Linked DNA regions of Mus musculus: regions 2, 3, 4 and 5 are each linked to region 1. Evidence: chromatin contacts called from public HiChIP or PLAC-seq and promoter capture Hi-C data. All regions are on one chromosome and are shown on one strand. Each heading gives the region's core, a stretch centred on a gene start, on an enhancer-like site or on the middle of the called end of the contact. The rest is flanking DNA. Distances are from core to core; before and after follow the strand shown.

Region 1 (4,104 bases), core at 512-3,011:
ATGGATCACAGAGCCTCCAATGGAGGAGCTAGAGAAAGTAACCAAGGAGCTAAAGGGATCCGCAACCCTATAGGTGGAACAACAATATGAACTAACCAGTATCCTGGAGCTCTTGTCTCTAGCTGCATATATATCAGAAGATGGCCTGGTCGGCCATCAGTGGAAAGAGAGGCCCATTGATCATGCAAACTTTATATGCCCCAGTACAGAGGAACGCCAGGGCCAAGAAGTGGGAGTGGGAGGGTGGGGGAGTGGGTGGGGGAGCGTGTGGGGGACTTTTGGGATAGCATTGGAAATGTAAATGAAATAAATACCTAATTTAAAAAAAAAGAAAAAAAAGAAAGTAAGCTAAATGGGTTTCAAGAGCTTCATCAGAGACAGAGCAATTTTTTTTTTCATTTACAAAATTAGGATAACACATTCTTTTGAAGTCAGCCATGGTACAGTACACACATATAATCCCAGTGCTTGGACATTGAGGGGAATTGAAGGTTTGAGGCTAACCTGGACTACATGGCTAGACCTTATCTCAAACAATCAAAGAAACAAGACTCCTTGAAGATATTTATGACAGTCTAACTGGGCAAGATATGGAAATGTACTTTCAAATCCAAGTAAAAGACTCAGGTTGGTCTTTAATTTATGTGTATATACTTCAGTAAGTATTTATCAAGGACTCAACTGGGTGCCAGATCCCATGCTAGAGACCAGGTATTTAAGGGGTTAAACGGATCCCCAGTCCTCCAGGAGTCTATAAGGATGGTGCTTTCCTTATCCAAAACCCAAAGGAAAAGTACAGGGTCAGTCTCCCCAGCTCTGTTCTGCCGTGCTGTTTTGTTGTTCTTTCCCGCCTAGCATTCTCTCAGTTTTAGTTAGCTGAGTAAGTAATTGCTTCACTTGGCCTGTGTTAGTCACTAGCTTTTTAGTTCCGTAGGAATGTGTCCCTTTCTGTTCCGAAGCTCTGTGCCTAGAGTGTGGCTGGCACGGAAAACACTAACAAATACTTGTTGGGCGGTTAGATGAACAAACGGATGAAAAGGCAAACGGACGATTACAGAGCACCATTCAATACTGCGCTGGTCCTGTTACTACATCGGGCTTTCACAGAACCGTGGCAACTTATAGATAGGAGTATTTATTTAATACGAGCCCTTAAGGAGCTGCTTTCCATCGCTTTGTTACTTGAGACACTGTTTTTGCATTGTAGCCCAGGATAGTGGCTTCAACAGCCAGAAATTCACCTGCCTCAGACTGAGGTAGGAAGGATTACAGGCATAGGCGCCGCAGACTCTTTTGGGAGTTGGGGTATAGGTGCTGAGGATAGCCTTCCACATTAAAAAAAAAAAAAACAAAAGCACAAACAAAATTACGAAGTTCTCAGGCACCTGCCCACACTCAGCTTAAACCGCCTGATCTGCGAACGATCTAGGTCGTGTCCGTAGAAGCACACCAACAAGATTGTTTGGGTGACTCAATGGCCCCCGCAAAGTTCAATTAGATCACCTTTGGAGGAAGGCCAGAATGACGGGACAAGCTCGCCCAAGAAAGAATGCGGCCAGGCTCCACGTCTAACTCTCCGCCACAAGACCGCGAGTCACGTGTCCGAAGCTGCACCCTCCCTCGGCTCCCGCTCGGCCCGCGCACGCGCAGCTTCGGGGCGTCCCGCGCATGCGTAGCACCCTCCCCTCGCGAGGAGTGCTGACAGCTTCCGGTCTGGCGTCCCCGCCCCCCCAGGGTAGCTGAAGCTTTCGGGGCTCCGTGCTGTCAGCCTTCGGGTGGAGTGGCCCGGGCGTGGCTAGGGACCACGAGCCCCGCGAGGCGGGGTCCCTGCAGCCATGGCCTGCTCCATCGTCCAGTTCTGCTCCTTCCAGGACCTGCAGTCCGCGCGCGACTTCCTATTCCCTCACCTGCGGGAGGAGACCCCCGGCGCCCTGAAGAGGGACCCGAGTAAGTGTCCCGGCGACCGGGACGCGGCTGCAAGCCTCCCTTCCCTCGGCGTCCCGTCTCTCTCAGCCTCAGCCTTTTGCGTCTCCTGTCCTGTCGCCTGTCTGTCACCGCTCCCCACCCCCTCCTTCCCAGTCCCAGCTCCACGTCTTCTCCCTATGCACACCACCTGCTCAGAGATAGCATCCTCCGTCCCAGTCCCTGCCTAATGTCAGCCCTCCACCCTGTGCTTGTTCCAACTCCCATCCTTCTCCATTTCTGGCACTGTATGTAGCCTTTGCTCTGCCCCTTCAAGAGGTGCTTAGCATCCCCACCCTCTTCCATCTCTTTTCTGTCATTCAGATTTACGGAATAAATGGCCGATTGGCAAGTGAAGGGTTTTTAAGGTGGTGAGTAAACTGCCAAGTAAGAAAAGTAACCTCTTAGGAAGTGAGGAGAATCCAGGGTAGGAACTAAAATTACAGCCACATGGTCGAGAAAAGTTAATTGGCGTCTATTGAGGTGAGAAACAGCGCCTGTTATTACCATCAAACAACGTTAACAAGCCCTACTTCATGAATATAAATCCCAAAGCTGCTTACTAAATGCTGCGTATTACCTGAGGATTTTATTATATGCTCCTTTATTTCTCCTTTTGAAAGAGGGTATCTTACTCTGCTTTCTTTATTTTTAATATGAAAATCACTTTGCTCTGTAGACCCAGTAATAATTTTTAAAAAACCACTCTCCTTTTCACTATTTAGAAGCTATCCCAGGGCACTAGGGAGATTCTGCTTCCTAGTAGGGTCTGTCTGAAAAGTAATGTTTGAAAATATCAAATATGGGAGGAACTAGGGATGAATAGTTTGTACCAGTCATTGCTGCTCCCTACCACTTAAGTTTGGTAGTTTCCGTCTGGTAGCACTATGATTCACTGGTAATGTCACGTGTGAGTGAGGGTGCTCTAACATGATAGATGGCTTGACAGGCGCGTGTGTTGAGAGAGAAAGAAGGCCATATCTGAAATGCTTGTGGAGACGTCCAACACTTGGTATGGCAGCTGGAGTCAAGGTGATAATTAGTTAAGGGTGAAGTGTGGTTTCAGTCTATAGAATGCTAACTGTTGTGTCGTGGACTCGCTACTGACGAGAACCTTAGGAAGAGACTGAAGTTGGGGAGTCTTGTAAGGGTTCTTGGGGAGATGGGAGAGAGGGGCACCAGGTGATGGAAATGTCTCAGAAGCTGAAGGAGAGAATCTGACCCTGGTGAGGGGTGGTCAGCAGTTTGGGAAATGTGGCAGAGGTCAGATAGCAGTGGTTTGGGGACGATGACAGCCACTGGGACCCTAGTGCCATTTCAGTGGCACAGTGGCCAGAAGTGTGGGTGTAGGGCCTTGGGGGAATTGGAAAGGGGAAAGTGAGGAAGGTTGTGTGGGACAACAGACGTGGGGTGAGAAACGGGATGTAGAGAAGAGGGGCACGCTTAGATTCTTCTAATTAGATTTCAACAATAGTCCTGGTAAGCTTCAGGGGGTGTGTGTGTGTTCTCACATTCTCCTTATAATCCATAGAGGGGTTTTTGTTGTTTTTTTTTTTTTTTTTAATTATACTTAAACTTAAACATCAATCATTCTGGGCCAGTGAGAAGGCTCAGCAGGTAATAGCTTACTTCTAACCCTGACTACCTGGGTTTAATCTGAAGTACCCACATGATGGAAGGAGGGTACTGACTCCTGCTAGCTCCCCTCATCCCTACACATATACTGTGACACAGACGTGTGTTGTGCTACACACACACACACACACACACACACACCCTAAATGTTTTTAAAAACTACAATCCCTGCATGGGTTCTAAGACCTTTCCTTTGCTGCCTCCCTGCCCATTGGTTTTGAGACGGAGCCTGGGACTTACTATGAGCCCAGGCTGTCCTCGATCCTCCTCTCTTGTCCAGCCTCCTGAAGGCTGGAGTGCAGGTCCAGCCACGCTTACCTGTGCCTGAGTCCTCTGCTCTTGCTGTTGACTGTGCCTGGGACGTTCTTTGCAGATTTCTGCGTGCTGGTCACATCTTTGAGTATCAGCTTAAATGTCAGCCCCTCACAGCAGCCTTTTCTGACCACCCACTAGCCCCCCTGCTCCAGCTTCTTATTCTCAAACATAGCATCGTGCTTTGTCACTATC
Region 2 (4,104 bases), core at 1,016-3,515, 2.9 Mb before region 1:
AATTAATGCTGACACCTAGTGACAAGAAAGTACATCTGTATGTCACCTGAATTGTATTTTCTGAAACCAATGAATCTAAAACCTTAATTTCCATAAAAACCCAGTGACATCAGATTAAGAAAGGACCTCGCCTTCTGTTTCTAAAACCACGCTGGTTTGTATAAACCTGGCTGGGAGCGGGGAGGGAGGGGTGCCATAGGGACTCCTTAAGAAAAATGCTTTCAATTACAAATCAAGCCAGGAAAAGGCTTAGGATACAATATGCAGCTATACATTTCACATGAAAGAGATGATGATTATTAATAATTGTGAGGCCCATTTCACCTCAGGTCTCCAAGCAGTCTATTTTCTCCTCTTCACACTTTTGTTTGTTTGTTTGTTTAAAGAAAAGGAAAAATGAGAGTTAAAGCTGACAGAGCATTTATCTAGTAGAATCAAGGCTGAACTCCAGATTGGTGGCCAAACAGTAACACACAAAACAAAACAACAATGAATGAAAAGAAGGAAAAACGACCAACAAACCAATAAAACCCCGTTTTTCTCAACACTTAACAACAACAACAAAAAACCTGTGAACATTCCAAGCTTTTCAAAGCCATTGTCTGGCTGGCTGGCTGAATTCAATCAAATGTTATGCCCAATTGCCAAACGCAATTGTATATACAGCATACATTTTGGTCAAGTACCAAGCTTTATAAAATATAAAGGAAATATTTACCACTCTACACGAAATCCTAGGATGATGCTTTGAAAATCTAGGACAACTGTATTCTGAAATACCTACTCTAAACAGAAGAAATTTTCCATTCCACAGAGTGTGGGGAAACACACACAAAACCTGCCCCGGAGTTTGAATGAATGACTGCAAGCTGTTTTTAAAGATGATTTCCTTTGAAACACAATACTGGTCAATTTAGAGATGGAAGAATAGGGCTAAAATATGGCATAGCGATGAATAAGTAACCGCCACACACAGCACATTCAGAAAGATGTCTTTGTCCTTTTATCAACAATCCCGAGCACATTTAAGTGACTACATCAAACCAGCTCACAACCACTTCAAAATGTCCACCTCCTCCAATTTCCTAACCACCTAAGGGGAAATACCCCGGTAGGAAGTGAGATATCTTCCTGAACCAAGTAATTCATCAAATCTTCGGTCAAACCTCAGGGATGTAGTAAAATTCCAATGGCAATTTTTTTTCTTTTTAAATTTTGGCTAGGACAATGTGTTATTTTTAGGGTATAATAAGTAAACCACTCCGACTGCAGGAGGGTGGGCTTGAAGCACATTTGAAAAAAAAAAGCAAACAAGCGGGAGGGGGTAATAGCTTGACAAGGGGACAAGTTGCTTCGCTATAGTAAGGAGTGTCAGGGAGGCAAAGCCAGTCAGGTCATCATCTCCCAGGGCTCTACTTTAGTGAGCAACTAAGGCTCTGGGGTTTTAAACGCACAACACAACTGCAATCTTAGAACCGCAACTGGGGCTCAAGGGGGAGCGGGGGGGGGTGGGGGGGGGACAGCCAAACCCCCTTCATCCTTTTCAAGCAGAAAGCCTGGGTTGGAGGGACAATACACACTATTCTTGCAACACAACCCAAGCCTGGCTGGGATCCTCTGCCCACTTGGGAGTGAACTCCAGAGCCCGAGCGGGCAGTCGAGGCAGGCGCCTGCCCCTTCGGGAGTCCCTGTCGCCGGTCCAGCCGGGCGGAGGGCACCAAGCCCCGCTCCGTTACTTCTCGCAGGCGGGCGCGTCCCGGGCTAGGGGCGAGGAGACCCTCGGGGCGGGGCGAGGCGCAGAGCGGAGCCTCGCCCGCCCGGCGGTCGCGATGCCAGCGCGGCAGCAGCAAGCACCCCGCCGGCCGTCGCCAGCGCCACTTCCCGGCTGCCGGGGACGCGCGCGCTCCGTGTCCCGAGCCGGCGGGGCTCCCTCCCCAGGAACGCGCCGCCCTCGCCGGTCCTCCCCAGGCCTCGGCCCTCACCAGGCGGAGCTGGCTAATTTCGTCGTAGGACATAAAGCTGAGGATGTTCTCGATGGCTACGATGGGCAGCGCCACCAGTGTGTTGTTTTGGGGCAGGTGGTCCGGTGCCAGCGCGGGCGCGGCGGGTGCCTGGGACCCGGGCGGCGGGGCCTGCGACGGGGGCGCCGGGGGCTGTCGCTGAGCGGAGCCGGCAGCCGAACAGGAGCCGCCGTCGCCGTGGCCGCCGCCTCCTTCCTCAGCCATCCGCTCCTCAGACGCCGCCGCCATCTTGGGAGTTTGATTCCTTCCTCCAATGTAAGGGGATCGGGACACTTCCTGTGCGTCACTTCCTCCTCCTGGGGGGGGGGGAGCTTAAGGAGAGGGAGGAGCTCGTGGGATGACAGCTGGAAAGAGAGGCGAGCTTTCGGTGCGTCCATCGGAAAGGAGGGAAGATAGTGCACACTTCAAGAGAGGTGGTCGTTGTAGCTCTTTAAAATCGGAGACTGCCTTGTTAGAGTGGAAACGAGCAAGGATTCCGCAAACCCTAAGAAAGGCGGTCGTCATAGTCCCTTTCATCTGATAAAAGGAACGACAATGGAGCAGTTTTCTTTAAAAGCAACTCGCCAAAGGATGATAAAAACCATATCACCTTCATAAGTTTAGACGGAAATTTGTATTTAGATCAGCATCTCCCAAGAGTCACAGTGATAATTGCAGCATATAAAAAGGAATAAAACACCGCTAGTTTAAAACTACAAGACAACAGGTAAACCCTGAAAGCACATTAATGAAATAAAAACACAGAGTCACACACCATACGACTACTTTTATGTGAAATGCCCTATGTAGGCAGGTCCATAGAGTCAGGGGCGAGAGAGAGAGAGAGAGAGAGAGAGCACAAGCGAGCTTACAACACTTGGTGCACTTCCAGAAGACCCGAGTTTGGTTTCCAGCACTAACACTGGCCTTTGGTTTCCAGCACCAACACTGGCCTTTGGTTTCCAGCACCAACAACTGGCTGGTTTACAACTGCTTAACTGAAACAGAGTGGATTCGTGGTTGGTGGAAGTTGGGAATAAGGGAAGTGTGGAAGACAACAGACAGTTAATGGGTGCATTGTTTCTCACTGGAGGAATAGCCAGTGCTCTTAACCTCTAAGCCATCTCTCCAGTACCTGAATTGTGTGCTTAAAAAAAAAAAAAAAAAAAAGACTTTTATTCTCTGTGAATCAATTTAGGTGAGAACCAATGAAAAGATGCTAAAACCAGAAGACAAGCCTGTGGTAAGGTGTAGCACGTAGTCTCAAAATAACCCACTTCTCATGTAATGCATTAATCACAAAATAAGAAAGGTATGATACAGAAATTCAGGGAACAGGCTTATAATCACATGATTAGGAGTACCACCACAAGTTGTGGGAGGAAAGATCATCACGTGCCTCTTACTAGGACGCCCCATAGGTGACCCAGCATAATGTAGTATTATTTCATGCATAAAAATACACACTCTGCATCTGAAGTAAACAAAGTCAGGTTGGACTTGGTGGTGGTTTGGGTAAGATTGTTTCCTACAAGTTCAGATATTTGAACACTCAGTTCTGAGTTGGCCTTGCGCTTTGGGGTTTCTTTGGGAGGTGGGGCCTAGCTGAAGGAGGCGTGTCACTAGTAGACAGTGATTGCTTATAGTCCCACTCAACTTCCAGTTTGCTCTCTGGTGGTTTGTGCTGGAGGGTGAAGATGTGGTCTCTCAGCTTCCAGCTCCTCCCGCCATGCTTGCCACTTCATGCTGTGTCTCCTCGCCATGATGGACTCTTTCTTCTGTAACTTGCCTTCGTCCTGGTATTTTATCACGGTGACAGAAAAGTGACTAACGTACAGACTTGAACCTGTACTGATTCTGTCTTTGACTCCCATGATTCCAGTTCTTAGGTTTCATCCAGGATAACCAAAGTTCCGGTGCATGAGCCGTCTCGAGCACATTCAAACCACACGCACATCACAGAGGGCTGGTTAGTATTCAATATGTATTTTATGTCTAACTGTTTTCCAGACGTTTGCATATTCATAATGCGTTGATTTTCTCCCTACTAATAGACTGTAATTTTACTTTTGTGCTTAGGGCGTTGCTACCTCTTCAGAGAACC
Region 3 (4,104 bases), core at 914-3,413, 2.5 Mb before region 1:
GCTTCTAGATTCCTTGAGAGACACTGAAATCCCACAAAGTCAAACAGATTTTGTACTTGCCCCCAAGTCTCCCCCCCACACCATCCAAGAGAATCAATGAGCTAATTCATGGGAGGAAAATGCAGCTATTTTATATACATTTTTAAAAATCAATGCTCGATTAAAATCGGATTATAAAGCGGAATTGCATGATGGTGTCTCTGTCTGGCTGCCAGGCTGTGCCTTCTTCCTCCTGGGTTCTCAGTAGACTCCACTCTGCAGGTGCACGGACAGCTGGGGCTCTGCTGCCACCTGGTCAAAGCAGCGGTTTATCTTGGAGGACGCGGGACCCTTCTGATACTCCTGGAAGATGGGATCTTTCCCTGAGGTCATCTGCGCTAACCTTTGTTCCTTCTTCTTGATGGCTTCCTTGATGCCCTTGATGTGACACTTCTCCTCCTTCTCCGCTGTCAGCTTCAAGATATGATGGTTCCTCTCGCGCAGGATGTTCAGCTCCTGCAGGTGCTGCGCCCTGTCCCTGGTGGTCTTGTGCGCATGACTCCTGGCCTGCCTGCTCTTCTGTTCAGCCAGCTCTGCCAGCACCCGCTTGCTCACTTGGAGCAGCTCCTCTGCCTCCTCGGCATGCCATCTCCTTCTCTGGAACTGCTCTGCCTCAGTCTGGGCCTTTGCCTGCTGCTCTCTGTGCCTCTGCTCCTTCACCAGACCCTTTTGGATGTCCTGGTAGCTCTGGGAGCTCTGGGAACTCTGCTCCAGCGACAGCTTCCTGAGGAGTTCCTCCGCCTTGGCCTGGCAGTCCATGAGAACCTTGCGGGCCTGGAAGTTGACAACCGTGCTCAGGTTGCTCTCCTGGAGCTTCTTCGGGCTCTCCATCATCACATGCTCCCTCTTGTGACCCGCTATCTCCAGCCTCTTCTGCAGCTGCAGCCTGTTCAGGTCCCGAACACTCTGCAGCACCCTCTCCTGCTCCCGCAGACTCTGCACTTGGCACTGTTTGAGATGCTCGGCCTGCGCTTGCACCTTGTCCATCTTGGCCAGGCCTCGGATCTCCGGGTTGTCAGCTTGAACCATCCACTCACTCTCGTTCTCTGACCGAACAGCGCTCCTTGCCTGGCGGTCGCGCCGCGGTCCCTGCTGCTTGTAACCCTGGTGAGGCTGCTCATGGCCATGGCCCCTCTGAGGCTTGTGCTGTTCCCTCTGTCCTTGCCATTGCTCCTGGCTCTGCAGCAGCAGCAGCTTGCGCTCTCTCTCGAGGGTCAAGTGAACTTTCTGGTCTGAGCGCTTCAGCTCTTCCCAGGCGACTGCAGCCTGTTGCTGCAGCTCTCGCATCCTCTGGGCCTTCTTGAGCCTGCTCAGCACCAGGGCCAAGATCTTCTGGTCCCTCAAAGATATAACCGTCTCGTCCAGCTTGCTCTTGAGGACCTGAGCGTGCTGGCTACTCTTCTCTTTGCAGGAGGCAGAGGGACAGTCATACTTGTTTAAGGACTCAGTCAGGTCGCGGTTACTCCTATTCTGGGTGGATTGCTTACATAACTCTAGGGAGTGAACAGAGGACTTGTCGGTGAGAACCGAGGAAGGAGACCAGAGACCTACACGTCTGCCCACCGGCACTGCCCACCGGTCTCCAGGGTGTGTGTTTTCTACAAGCAACGTTCCAGCATTCGGGGGACTGAAAGCTTCCCGGATGTACTGCAGGGATGAATCTCCCCGGGCTGCAGGGTAGCGCGGGCTGGGTTGATCCCGTGGCGGCTGCTGCTGCTGCCAGGTTCTGCTGGACTTGGTTGGTGCCTCCCCGCAGGCTCCTTCCAGGCAGAGGCTGCCGGACCTGTGCTTCCTGGCTCGGTCCGAGGGTCTTCGGGCCACGTATGTCAGGCTGTGGCTTTCTCGTGGCAAGGTCATATACCCACGCCGGCGGGACCGCCCAGTGGGCGAACACTTTGGGTGCACCCAGGGCACCTCGGTCTCGATCTCGGCGCCAGGAGTCTGGGCCCAGGGACTCAGAGACAACTCAGACCAGCCCAGCTGGGCTGCGAACTCCTGCTCTCCAGCTAGCAAGGGTTCCCCGAGCTCCCCATAGGACCGTGGGGAGAAGAGATGGAAACCGGCCATGCTCCCTTCCCGGCTGGCCCAGAGTCTACAGAAGGTCGACGGACCTTCAGGGGGCCACTGCAGACACCCAGCCCACGCTCAGATCCTGTGATCCATGTGGCCTGTGACGCTCCTGCCACTTCACAATGCATCCTGGTGCCATCTGGTCTTTAAAGGCCTCAGTGCACCTGGCCTTTGATGAGCTGGCTGGAAGTCTAGGAAACAAGGGTGGTGTATAGAATCGTGACAGCATCAGTGTTTCCATTAGTGGATTGTGGAAGCTCCAGGCCAAGGGCTCCAACTTAAAGAGTTTAGTGGGAGAGAGGGGCAAAGTGTAGTGTTGAGGAAGGGGGATTTTGCTTGTCCTTTGGAGTCACGTCTCTATTTTTATGTTTGTTCTATGTGTGTCTGTGAGGATGGACATGTAGAAGCCATGACTGGTGTGTGGGCAGCTCAGGACAGCTTGTAGGCGTTGGTTCTTTCTTTACACCATCTGAGTCCCAGGGATCGAATGTAGGCTTTGAGACAAGTGCCCTTACCTGGCTAAGCAGCTCACCAACCTCACTAAGCCTTCTGTGCATGTAAGGTGTGGAAAGGAAACGGTCCCTGAAGCACACTGGTCTGAGCCTTAGCAAGCCCAAGGGATGCTTTCACAGTTACCTTTGTGAACTTTAGAACAGCAACAAGCAATTCTGGTTTTCCTCTAATGTGTAAATTACAGCTTTTTTTTTTTTTTTTAGAAATCAAAATATGAATTTTGTCTGCACTGTTTTCAAATAGCCCCTCGAAGATTTCATTTATTGGCCATTTGTCTCCCCCCCCCCAACTTTTGTGAGATCCCCCCCCCCACCTTGCCAAAGGGCAAGTGACTGGATCTTCTGCTTTCAGCCCTGTGATGTTGAGCGCATTCCTCCCATGAGCCCAAGTTCTGGAAAGCTGGGCTACTTTGAAGGCGAGGTGAAATGAAGTGTGTGGAACACCTGCCACCAGAATGCAGTCAATAAATGGTGTCCTACTAAGTTCCAGTTAAAGCTTTTAACACTTAACTGTATTTAAAAGTTCTTCTGCAGACTTCTAGCTGAAAAGATGTACTAGATTCATGTAATTTTAACCCAGTTTGGGTAAAATGTCAGAAAAGTGACTCTCAGGTTCTGTCGGGTCAAGCTAAGACTGGGTTTACCCTCCTCTAGGGTTGCTATGGTCTGAATATATGCCTCCAAACTGCACGTTTTGGCATTAAACCACCATGATGGTGGACCTCAGGGTCAGGCCATGATGGTGGAACTAAGGGTCTGGGACCATCCACAGATGATTGATCCGTGAGGGCAGAGCCCCTGTAAAAGACGTTGGTAAACTTGTTCCACAACATCATTCCAGTTTGTAAGAACAGCTTCAATATGCTGTGAGGCAGAAGGCGGGAGCAGGCAGACCAGGACAGCGCTAAGTATGATTTGGTTGGGACTCGCTGGCAAATGTGTGGTCCGAGGGAGCAATGTGAACAGCAGATTTCCCTTGATTTGGGTTAGAAGTAGGAGACTTGATAGTGGTCAGGACTAAAGTGACTTCAATCAAGTCAGAGTGTACCTGGTCTATCTCACAGCAATATCAAGGATGCCTGGTACCCATGGTACAACTTGTAAAAGTCTTCCTATTGGCTTATTCATGAAGATACGCTCCACCTGTGGATCTGAGGCCACCTCCTCACTAACTATAAATGCAGCCCTATATAAAATGGCTAACTTAAAACTTTATTGTGTGTTTGTTTGTGTGTGTGTGTGTGTGTGTGTACTCCATTAACCAGTTATCAAGTATCCGCTTTGTAGATGACAATGTTGTGCCACAAGGTCAAAAGCTTTTACATGCTTGAAAGCCTTAAAGACCATGTGAGGCAGCCAGTCGAGGCTACCCAGGAGCAATCACAGCGGCCGTAACTCAGAATGCCCGTGGTCACTTCACACTACATAGCCCTTATAAAAGGTGGGCCTCAGCGGGTGAAGGTACTCGCTGTCAGGTCTTATA
Region 4 (4,104 bases), core at 503-3,002, 2.2 Mb before region 1:
GCAAAACCATGAAGAAAGAACACTCCAGCTACTGCATTTCATTCTGACAATGAGTCCTGGAGCCCAATAACCAGAATAATTATCCCACATCAGGTGTCAATTAGGGTGGGGCCTTAGGCGGTCCCTTTCCATATTCCTAGCACTCCTGGGATAAATCCCCTCTGGTTTTAGGAAGGCAGTAAATGGCACCCAGCCCTCCCTGGCATTGTTCTCAGTCCCACCCACATTATAGGAAGGCCCTACCTCCTGGGCTTACAAGCCTCCTCCTCCCAGCTGCAGAGCAGGTAGGCAGGGTTGCAGTTCCATCCCTCTGCACTCAGCTTTCGAGAGCCACTTGAGGCAACTTGTCACATGGGCTTCAAGCTGCCAGCCGAGGAGGGAGCTGAGAAGACTGTATAATGAGATCTTCCTTGGTAATTAAGTGCTGGGCTTTGTTTTAACCTATCTCTCCTGCCCTGCTTGATCATATCACCTAGCTGTCAGGCCACGCTGGAGAGTGTGAATCAACCTGGGATTACACCCCAGCTGCAAGAGGCAGCTGTCAGCTTTTGCCCAACCTCCATGCGACCCCAGTCTTACTGCAGACTGTGACACTTCTGTCCTTGAACTGGGTTTCACCCCCAGAAAGCGACTGACTTCGCCACCTTCCTATACAAATCCCTTCCTTTTAACACTCCTGCAGCAGCAGGCTCCTGACTTTTCTTTCCTTCAGCATGTCCCTTTCCAGAAAGCAGATCAACTCTCAACCCCACAACACCCCGCCCCCTCCTCCTAGGAGCAGGTGGAGGGTGGGAAGGAAAAGGGAAGTGAAGCCAGAAGGGCTCACAGGCCGGAAAGCTCTTGCGTTCTCTGAGGGAAATCACAACTTCCTTCCCTGGCCTTCAGTCACAGGCAGTAGCCTTTGCTGATCCAAATCTGACCTTCAGATATTTAGTATGGGGCAGGGGGTATAGTGCTTGTGGAAGCATGAGGACCAGAGTTCAATCCCTAACACACAAGTAAAGTCCACAGGCATGGTGATGGTACCTGCCTGTAACCCCAGTGCTGGGGAGGTAGAGCATCCAGTATCCCTGGGGCTTGTTAACCAGCTTAGCATTTTTGGTGAGTTCCAGGCCAGTGGGAGATCCTGTCTCAATAACTCAATAAACAAGATAGACAGCTCCTGATGAATGATGTGCATGTGTGGGCGTGTACACACACACACACACACACACACACACACACACACACACACACCTTCAATAGTTAAAATAGAAGGCGTAGCCAAGTAGTAGAGGGCAAAATGACAGCCAGCTTCACCCCTCAGCATCATATCTTCAAGATTTGGCACAGATCAAAGAGCACAGGCAAGAACAGAAGTAACTGCCCCGATCAGGACTTGCTGCGCTGGCCGTGTGTACAGTGCATCAGGATAGGATCTAGGCCGCCTTCCCTGGGTCAGTGCAGGCCTATGTTATCTCGATGGACAGTTAGGGGTAGCTACAAAAATCACAACAGGCCCTCTGCCTCCTGTGCTGGGCTCCATGATAGCCAATACCTACCGTCTGCCCCAGCTCTACTTTCTTTCCTACCTCAGTTACAAGGTCATTGCAGCAGAGATAGAGGTCTCCTCCCTGGCAAGAAAGCAGAGAGGTACCTAGGCTGAGGTACTTTGCCCAGAACTCAGAAAAGACAAGCATGGTCCACAGAGAAAGCCTGATCAAGAGTTGTGGGCGGGGCTCCAGCAGCGGGCGGTGTTTCCCTCTCCTCCCCGCTCTCCTGCTTTCCCGAGCCCAGCGGCAGCTTTGGTGCCTGGAGCCGAGTGAGGTCAGTCCTGGAGCCTGTGTTGTGGGAATCCCGCTTGGGAGGTGAGAGCCTTGTAGTTGCAAGGGGTCCAGCAGGGGGTTCCCTGAGACCGGAAGGGGCCCGGGACGTTGCTGGACACGTTAGTGCCCCCGCCCCTCTCTCTTCCTCCTGGCTTCGTCCTGAACCCTTTCAACTCTCTTTCCTGCCTGTGCTCTCTGCCACTCAGTGCCACGGAAACTGGGGTCCCTCGGCCCAGCGAGCTGAGAGTAAGCAGAGTGCCCAGCGGGACAATTCTAGGATTGACAAGTCACTTGCATGCTGGCTTTGGGACAAGGTTCCCTAGTTCTCTCTTCTGGCTTTCACCTTTGGCCCCACCCTCTGGAAGAGACAGGTATTTAACGCGCGCGGAGTCCGTTCTCTTGCTGTCTTCCTTGGAAAGAGGAAGTCGACAGTCACCATCAATTGAGCTATGGACACCTTAAAAAGACACTGCAGTCAGTGAAGTCCTTGGACACCCTCCGGGGCAGGGAGAAGTAGGGCAGCTGGCCCCGAGGCTGTGAAGAAAGAACTCCATCAGCCTTTGGCAATTACAGCCATTACAGTCATGGCTCTGCTCCGTAAACCACCACGGCTGGAATAGTGGTTGTTTCCTGAAGTGGGGTGGTTGGTTGTCTTGGGAGAGAGAAAGTCTCCCCAGGAAGGCTGCTGAGACCTTGAGGAATGGGAATGCATGGGGATTGCTTTCTCCCATTGGTGGGCTAGCCTTGTAATTAGCTAGTGTCTGGAACACGGCAGTCTAGCGCTGTGCGGCATGGGCCTGCAGCTTAACCGCAGGGCCTTTTATGAAGTGTTATTGAGGGTTAACCCCCTCAAGCACATGAACAATGCATTCCTCCTGTCCCGTACCTGGAAGGGGGTGTGGATGCTGACCTGCCACTGTCACACACATGTGGCTTGGTCTCTTTCCTCTGCCTTTCCTCAGAGGACACAACTCTGAATAGTTTGTTCAAGGTGTGTAGATCTTGACTCTGTTCACCTTATTCTTTGGGGGCAGAAACCAATCGTGAGGAACATCCAGCATGCTATGCAGTCAGGAGGGAACCCTGGGTTCTGCTATGCTAAATGCTTAGCCTTTCACATTGTGGTAGGATTCTTGGGGTGCCCCCGACGAGGGGTCCAGGCCAACGTTAATGATGGGGCGGTACAAGAAGAGTCCCTATTATAGTAATCAGGATGACTTAGTTCATTCATATGGGCTTGATGGACATCCTGGAAGACACTTCCATCCTAATTGATGGCCCAGGTTCACTCTCTTCTATCCTTTGCTGCTCAAACCTTTCTGATTCCACTGTGTGACTGCAAAGCTAATCTCGTCGGGTCTTAGCTTTGTCTGAGGAGGAAAGCCCTCTCCTGGGGCGATGTCTCTAACACAAAGGGTTCTTGGATAACTCCTGGTGGCGGCTTCTTCAGCTTTGTAGCTCTGCTGAGGATTGGAAGCAGTTATTGTGTCTGCCCTCCCTTGCTTTTAGTCCTATGGAGCAAGAGTTCCTGCCCTGCCAAATTCCTGTCCCCTGACGTGTTTGCTTCTTCTTCAGTTTGTGGAAAAGAATGTGGTGACAGACCTTCCAGGCGTTGGGGCCTCCCCGCCCTGGTACCATAGTTTTCTGAGCTGTGAGCCACAGCCTATGATGTCCTCAGCTCTGTGGGACAAAGACAAGGTTGGAGCATGGCTCCCACGGTTCTGAACTGTCCAGGTGTAGCTGGGAAGATAAAACCCCACACCTGTGAGACAATTAGAACGAAGTCAAGGCAAAACCATATAGCGGTGTCTGATAACTCCAAGAGGTAGGGTGTGGGGGGCTGGAAAAGGCAGAGTACACTCGAAAAAGCTGAGTGTTCAGAAGCTCAACTTAGAAAGCACAGTCAAGGATCAGCCAGGCAGAAGGCTAGCCTGGAGCTCGGGGCAAGCAGGCACTCCTGCTGACCACATGCCCTCCTCCCTGTACAGCTCCTGTTACATATCCTCTGTGTGTGTGTGTGTGTGTGTGTGTGTGTGTGTATCTCCATGCAGTATCTCTCCACCCACAACACTGGCTTCTCTCATTGTTTTGACTGTGCCTCATTTTTCTCTTTGTGCTTTCTCTCTTCTGCTCAGAAAATCTAATTCTTTTAGAGACTCGGTGTATTCCAGACTATCCTGCAATTCTATGTATCCCAGGCCGGCCTTAACGTCCTCATGCTGCTATCCCAGTCTCCCAAGAGCTGGGATTATAGGTAGGCATGTACATAAGGGCAGGTGCCCACAGAGGCCAGAAGAGG
Region 5 (4,104 bases), core at 729-3,228, 2.0 Mb after region 1:
AAATTAACAAGTGAGTTGCTATTAATTTATGTTATTAGAACTTCAATGATTGTTCAAATTGAAGGCACATCAACTTACTAAATTAAGATCACTCTAGGAACTGTTATGAGTCAGAAACAAATTTTTCCAGTGATGGAGATAATGGGGCCACATTCAGAACAGTGTAAAGGGATTACACTGAAGGCTGATGCGGAGGACCACACCCCAGCAGCCATCAGTCCTGTTGTGGGTAGCACTATAGATCAGAATATCTATACCACTACTGCTGCTCGGGACACTTCTTCCCAGGTAGTGCAGTATTTAAATACACAGGCTCTATAGCTGAGTGTGATCCCTGAGTGACCTATTTCCTTTAACAGCCCACCTAACACATTCGGGCCCTCTGGATGCCAGCTAGCAGAAGGGAAACCAGCAGCTCAGTTTTGACTTAGAGCGAGCGCATCACAATTCCGTTCTCAATGTCTGCTCCACAATAGCATGAAGGAGTCAACTTGTCCCCACTGCACACTGAGGTCATGAACAAGCAGGAGCCTGCCACATAACTCTAAATGAATACTATATGATCTCTGAATGTTAAGTATAAGAATTCCATTGCGCAATGGCTATGCTTATTTAAAGATGATTAATTGGAAGCTTCGGTAATGTGATTATTCACTAAATAACTGTTGTAGCTATTCCATTTCAGGAAGCAAGACAGTACAGGCTGAAATAATGGTTAAACTAAGAGGCAAGAAAAAAAGCAACATTGGCCTACTTCTAGCAAGAAAATCCATAGTTTCTCACAAAAGTTACAAGATTGAATTATCACTGTAGTTGCTAGAGGTTCACGATGAAATAGCAAAACTATAGTTGAGATGTATGTTAGGATAAGAATAGCTTATCAGGACTTTCTCACACTGACTTGGTCACTGCTGGTCTGCTATAATTTATCACACTTTTTGTAATGTACTTTTTGTGATTCCTTCTAAGTTTTGAAAACCACTGGGCCATTGCTTCTAGTTTCAATGTCCCCTTTTCATGGAGAGGAAGTTTAGGTGTGGGGGGTGAGAATGCTGCCTTAGCTCTTGCCCATTTACTGTACCAATTATCTTGTCACAATGGTATAGAAACTTCACTTGGACAAATGAATCACAGATGAATTGAATTCTGTGATGTTTGTGAGATTAAGTGAAGCTCAAATTCCCATTTGGACATTGATATTCTGAATTCATGGAACTACCTGGGTAAGCCTGGTTAACGTTAATTAGGCCACTAGACCTACATTGTATAAAATAGGTTTCACCAAACCAAATTTCTCAGTGATTATTTTAAAATGTCGAAAAAAAAAAAGCCCCACAAAACAAAACAGTATTTTGAGGAAGACTCCCAAATGTTGCCCAGGGCAGCCTTGAATTTTCTGTGTTGCCCAGGCTGGACTGGACTCACAGTCATCCTCCTGCCTGTTTCCCCAGTCGGGGTTTACTTCATTTAGGGCGGCCCTTAATAATTCTCTATTCTGGGATCTTCCTTAGAGAATATTAACTTATTAATGACTTGTCAATGTATATATAATCCACTTGTGATTGATTATATATATATATATATATAAACTTCTGATCATGTTTGAATCCCCATGGGGAGAAGAAGAATTTAGAATTATTTCCTGAATTAAGTAATTTGTTAACAGTAAACATCTTCTGAGACCCCTCTCTTCACTACTCACCGGTTCCTAAAGTAGTACTGACTTTCTAGAAAGGGTGCCCGCGCCAGCAGCTTGGCTAAAGTAGCCATGTCCTTCAACTCCTGGAGTTCACCAAAATTGTTACTATTAGTCTCCATGGCAACTGGGCTGAACCAAGGTCACTTCCGACTTATCGGCCTTTCCTTTCACTCTGTTTCAGTTTCAAGCAACTGGACAGAGAAATCGGATTTGTACACGTGAGACCAGACTTGAGTCGACTCGCCCCTTTCTCCTGGAATTTCGAGCTGCTGATGGGAAGGGTCAGGGTAGGCTAAGGTGAGCGAATGGTCGCTTCCGGTTTCCGGTTTCCGCCTCCAGCCGGCTTCCGGAAGTTGCTCTCAAAATGCTGAAGTCCTGTGTGGAATTGGCCGGGGCTGCGGGAGTTGGAGTCGGTCCTCGGGCCTGAGCCTCGAGGCCGCGCTCCCGGGTGTCGTTGATGTTTGGGGCCGACGGGCGCCCAGCGATCGGAACCGCCGCCGGGAAGAGCTGGTGAGCCCGGCGGGCGGTTGGGAACGGGGCGAGCGAGCCGGCGAGCAGCTCGCGGGGCTCCGGGTCAGAGACGGCCGTGCACCAAGTTTCTTCAGGCCGCGTTCCCGTTGTCCCTGCCAAACCGGCCACATTGTACTAGATTCCGTGGTTGACAAGATCACAGAAATTCCCAGTCCCAGAAGTTTCTTAGTAGCAGAGACACCAGGCTCTTGTACTCCCTGCGCAGCTCGGTTCGTGTAAAGCCTAGAAGTTTTCCACCGCCCTGGAGGCTCTGTCCTAGTTTATGGGAAAGGGGCGTTTTCCAGTAGCCCCAGGTTGGAATTTGTCTTTAGGGTACCCTGGTCCACTGCTGTAAGTTTCCAAACTGCTTTCGCAAATCACACTTGATCTTTAATGACATCCCTGCTGTAGGAGACTCGCAGGTACAGAAAATTTAAGAGGCAAAGTTGTCCTGTGCCCCTGAGTACCAGAGATGATAGCTCAGTTTTGGATTTTCTAGTTGAAAACCCTGGTCGCCCAACCTCCACCCCCACCCCCACCCCCCGTTTGTTCCAACGCTTTTCAGAGAAACGTTAGTGTAACAAGAAAGTAGATGTCTTGCGGTCCATCTTGAAACATAAAAATCTGACCAGTAAGTCAAGAACTGTGATTTTTAAAGTTCCTGCCAGTGGGCTGTGATGTCTGATTGTTTAGCATCACCGATAACTGAAAAGTTAAAAGAATATCTTAGGTCAGATGGCTTATTTGGTTCCTCTCTAGAGACCATTTCTAACCAGTGTTGTTTTTCTTGTAGCTTTTAAGTTCTCACGATTTTCAGTTAGAATACTAGGAGAAGCTTTTTATTTTTTTTTTTTATTTTTATTTTTATTTTTTTAAAGATTTATTTATTTATTATATGTAAGTACATTGTAGCTGTCTTCAGGGATACCAGAAGAGGGAGTCAGATCTTGTTACGGATGGTTGTGAGCCACCATGTGGTTGCTGGGATTTGAACTCTGGACCTTCGGAAGAGCAGTCGGGTGCTCTAACCCACTGAGCCATCTCACCAGCCCAGGAGAAGCTTTTTAAATGAGCAATTGTAATTGTTGCACTCAGCTTGGAACAAGAGACGCAGGTCACAATGCACTAGTTTTTCTTAGCTTTGGCAGTTGTACATGTGGTAGGAACCACCACAGAAAACAAGATAAAGGAACTTCCCTACATCCTGGTGTTTCCTCTAAAGTGTACTTAATGCTTCAATGTTCAGAGCCTGGTAAGGAACGGAAGTGTTCAGTAGATTGGTCTGGTCCTAATAGAAAGGAAGTCATTTGTGTGCTAGTTGACATAAACACACAAACCAACCGGTGACCCCATTTATTCTTCATTGTGCTTTCTGTCTCCTATCATGCATAGATAGCGCTGTGTATTACTGGCTATTACTTGACGCGCTATTACTCTAAACTGGAGTTACTTGCAGTAGTGTTTTTACTTGCTAAACAACTCATCTTTTGTAATGAGTGAGACCAGAATATCATTAGCACCTATCAGCTGGTGCTTTTGAAAGAAAGTCTTAAAATGAGTCAGTCTCTCTCTCTCTCTCTCTCTCTCTCTCTTTGGTTTTTTTTGAGACAGGGTTTCTCTGTGTAGCTCTGGCTGTCCTGGAACTCATTCTGTAGAACAAGCTGCCCTTGAACTCAGAAATCTGCCTGCCTCAGCCTCCCAAGTGCTGGGATCAAAGGTGTGTGCCACCACTGGCCACCTTAAAATGAGTCTTAACTGTCCGAAGAAGCGTGTTACACAAAACCAGGACCTTTCTTTTCTAGTTAGTGTGCATGCCAGTCCACTGTTGTCTTCCCCTCCTGCCTTCCCTTCTTCACCAGCAATCTCCCTTTCCTCTTGGCTCTCTTTCCCTTTCT

What was found. Promoter capture Hi-C pulls out the DNA fragments that hold promoters and counts their contacts. HiChIP or PLAC-seq counts read pairs in DNA pulled down with a chosen protein or histone mark.
Region 2: a contact with region 1 is called in a promoter capture Hi-C map of liver, with 6 times the contacts expected there. The contact joins the promoter of Fbxo28 here to the promoter of Rab3gap2 in region 1. A contact is called at or near these places in 3 of 39 promoter capture datasets (hippocampal neurons, liver and pre-B cells) and 1 of 115 datasets of contacts at active chromatin or transcription factors (embryonic forebrain).
Region 3: a contact with region 1 is called in a promoter capture Hi-C map of hippocampal neurons, with 9 times the contacts expected there. The contact joins the promoter of Ccdc185 here to the promoter of Rab3gap2 in region 1. A contact is called at or near these places in 3 of 39 promoter capture datasets (embryonic stem cells, hippocampal neurons and stem cell-derived epiblast-like cells) and 1 of 115 datasets of contacts at active chromatin or transcription factors (embryonic stem cells).
Region 4: a contact with region 1 is called in an H3K27ac HiChIP or PLAC-seq map of embryonic stem cells, with 9 times the contacts expected there. The contact joins the promoter of Tlr5 here to the promoter of Rab3gap2 in region 1. A contact is called at or near these places in 1 of 39 promoter capture datasets (pre-B cells) and 1 of 115 datasets of contacts at active chromatin or transcription factors (embryonic stem cells).
Region 5: a contact with region 1 is called in a promoter capture Hi-C map of pre-B cells, with 2.3 times the contacts expected there. The contact joins the promoter of Spata17 here to the promoter of Rab3gap2 in region 1.

The regions. Positions count from the first base shown.
Region 1 is chr1:185,202,407-185,206,510 of GRCm38.p6, forward strand. Rab3gap2 (RAB3 GTPase activating protein subunit 2) reads left to right here and starts at 1,762. Exons shown (of 35, transcript NM_001163754.1): 1 at 1,762-1,947. The coding sequence starts at 1,836.
Region 2 is chr1:182,339,341-182,343,444 of GRCm38.p6, forward strand. It overlaps Fbxo28 (F-box protein 28), which reads right to left and starts at 2,266. Exons shown (of 5, transcript NM_175127.2): 1 at 1,983-2,266. The coding sequence starts at 2,249.
Region 3 is chr1:182,747,017-182,751,120 of GRCm38.p6, forward strand. Ccdc185 (coiled-coil domain containing 185) reads right to left here and starts at 2,164. Exons shown (of 1, transcript NM_001033547.2): 1 at 110-2,164. The coding sequence starts at 2,106. The coding sequence ends at 241.
Region 4 is chr1:182,953,036-182,957,139 of GRCm38.p6, forward strand. It overlaps Tlr5 (toll-like receptor 5), which reads left to right and starts at 1,753. Exons shown (of 4, transcript NM_016928.3): 1 at 1,753-1,847.
Region 5 is chr1:187,213,468-187,217,571 of GRCm38.p6, forward strand. Spata17 (spermatogenesis associated 17) reads right to left here and starts at 1,979. Exons shown (of 10, transcript NM_028848.3): 1 at 1,703-1,979. The coding sequence starts at 1,818. Gpatch2 (G patch domain containing 2) reads left to right here and starts at 2,044. Exons shown (of 10, transcript NM_026367.4): 1 at 2,044-2,209. The coding sequence starts at 2,157.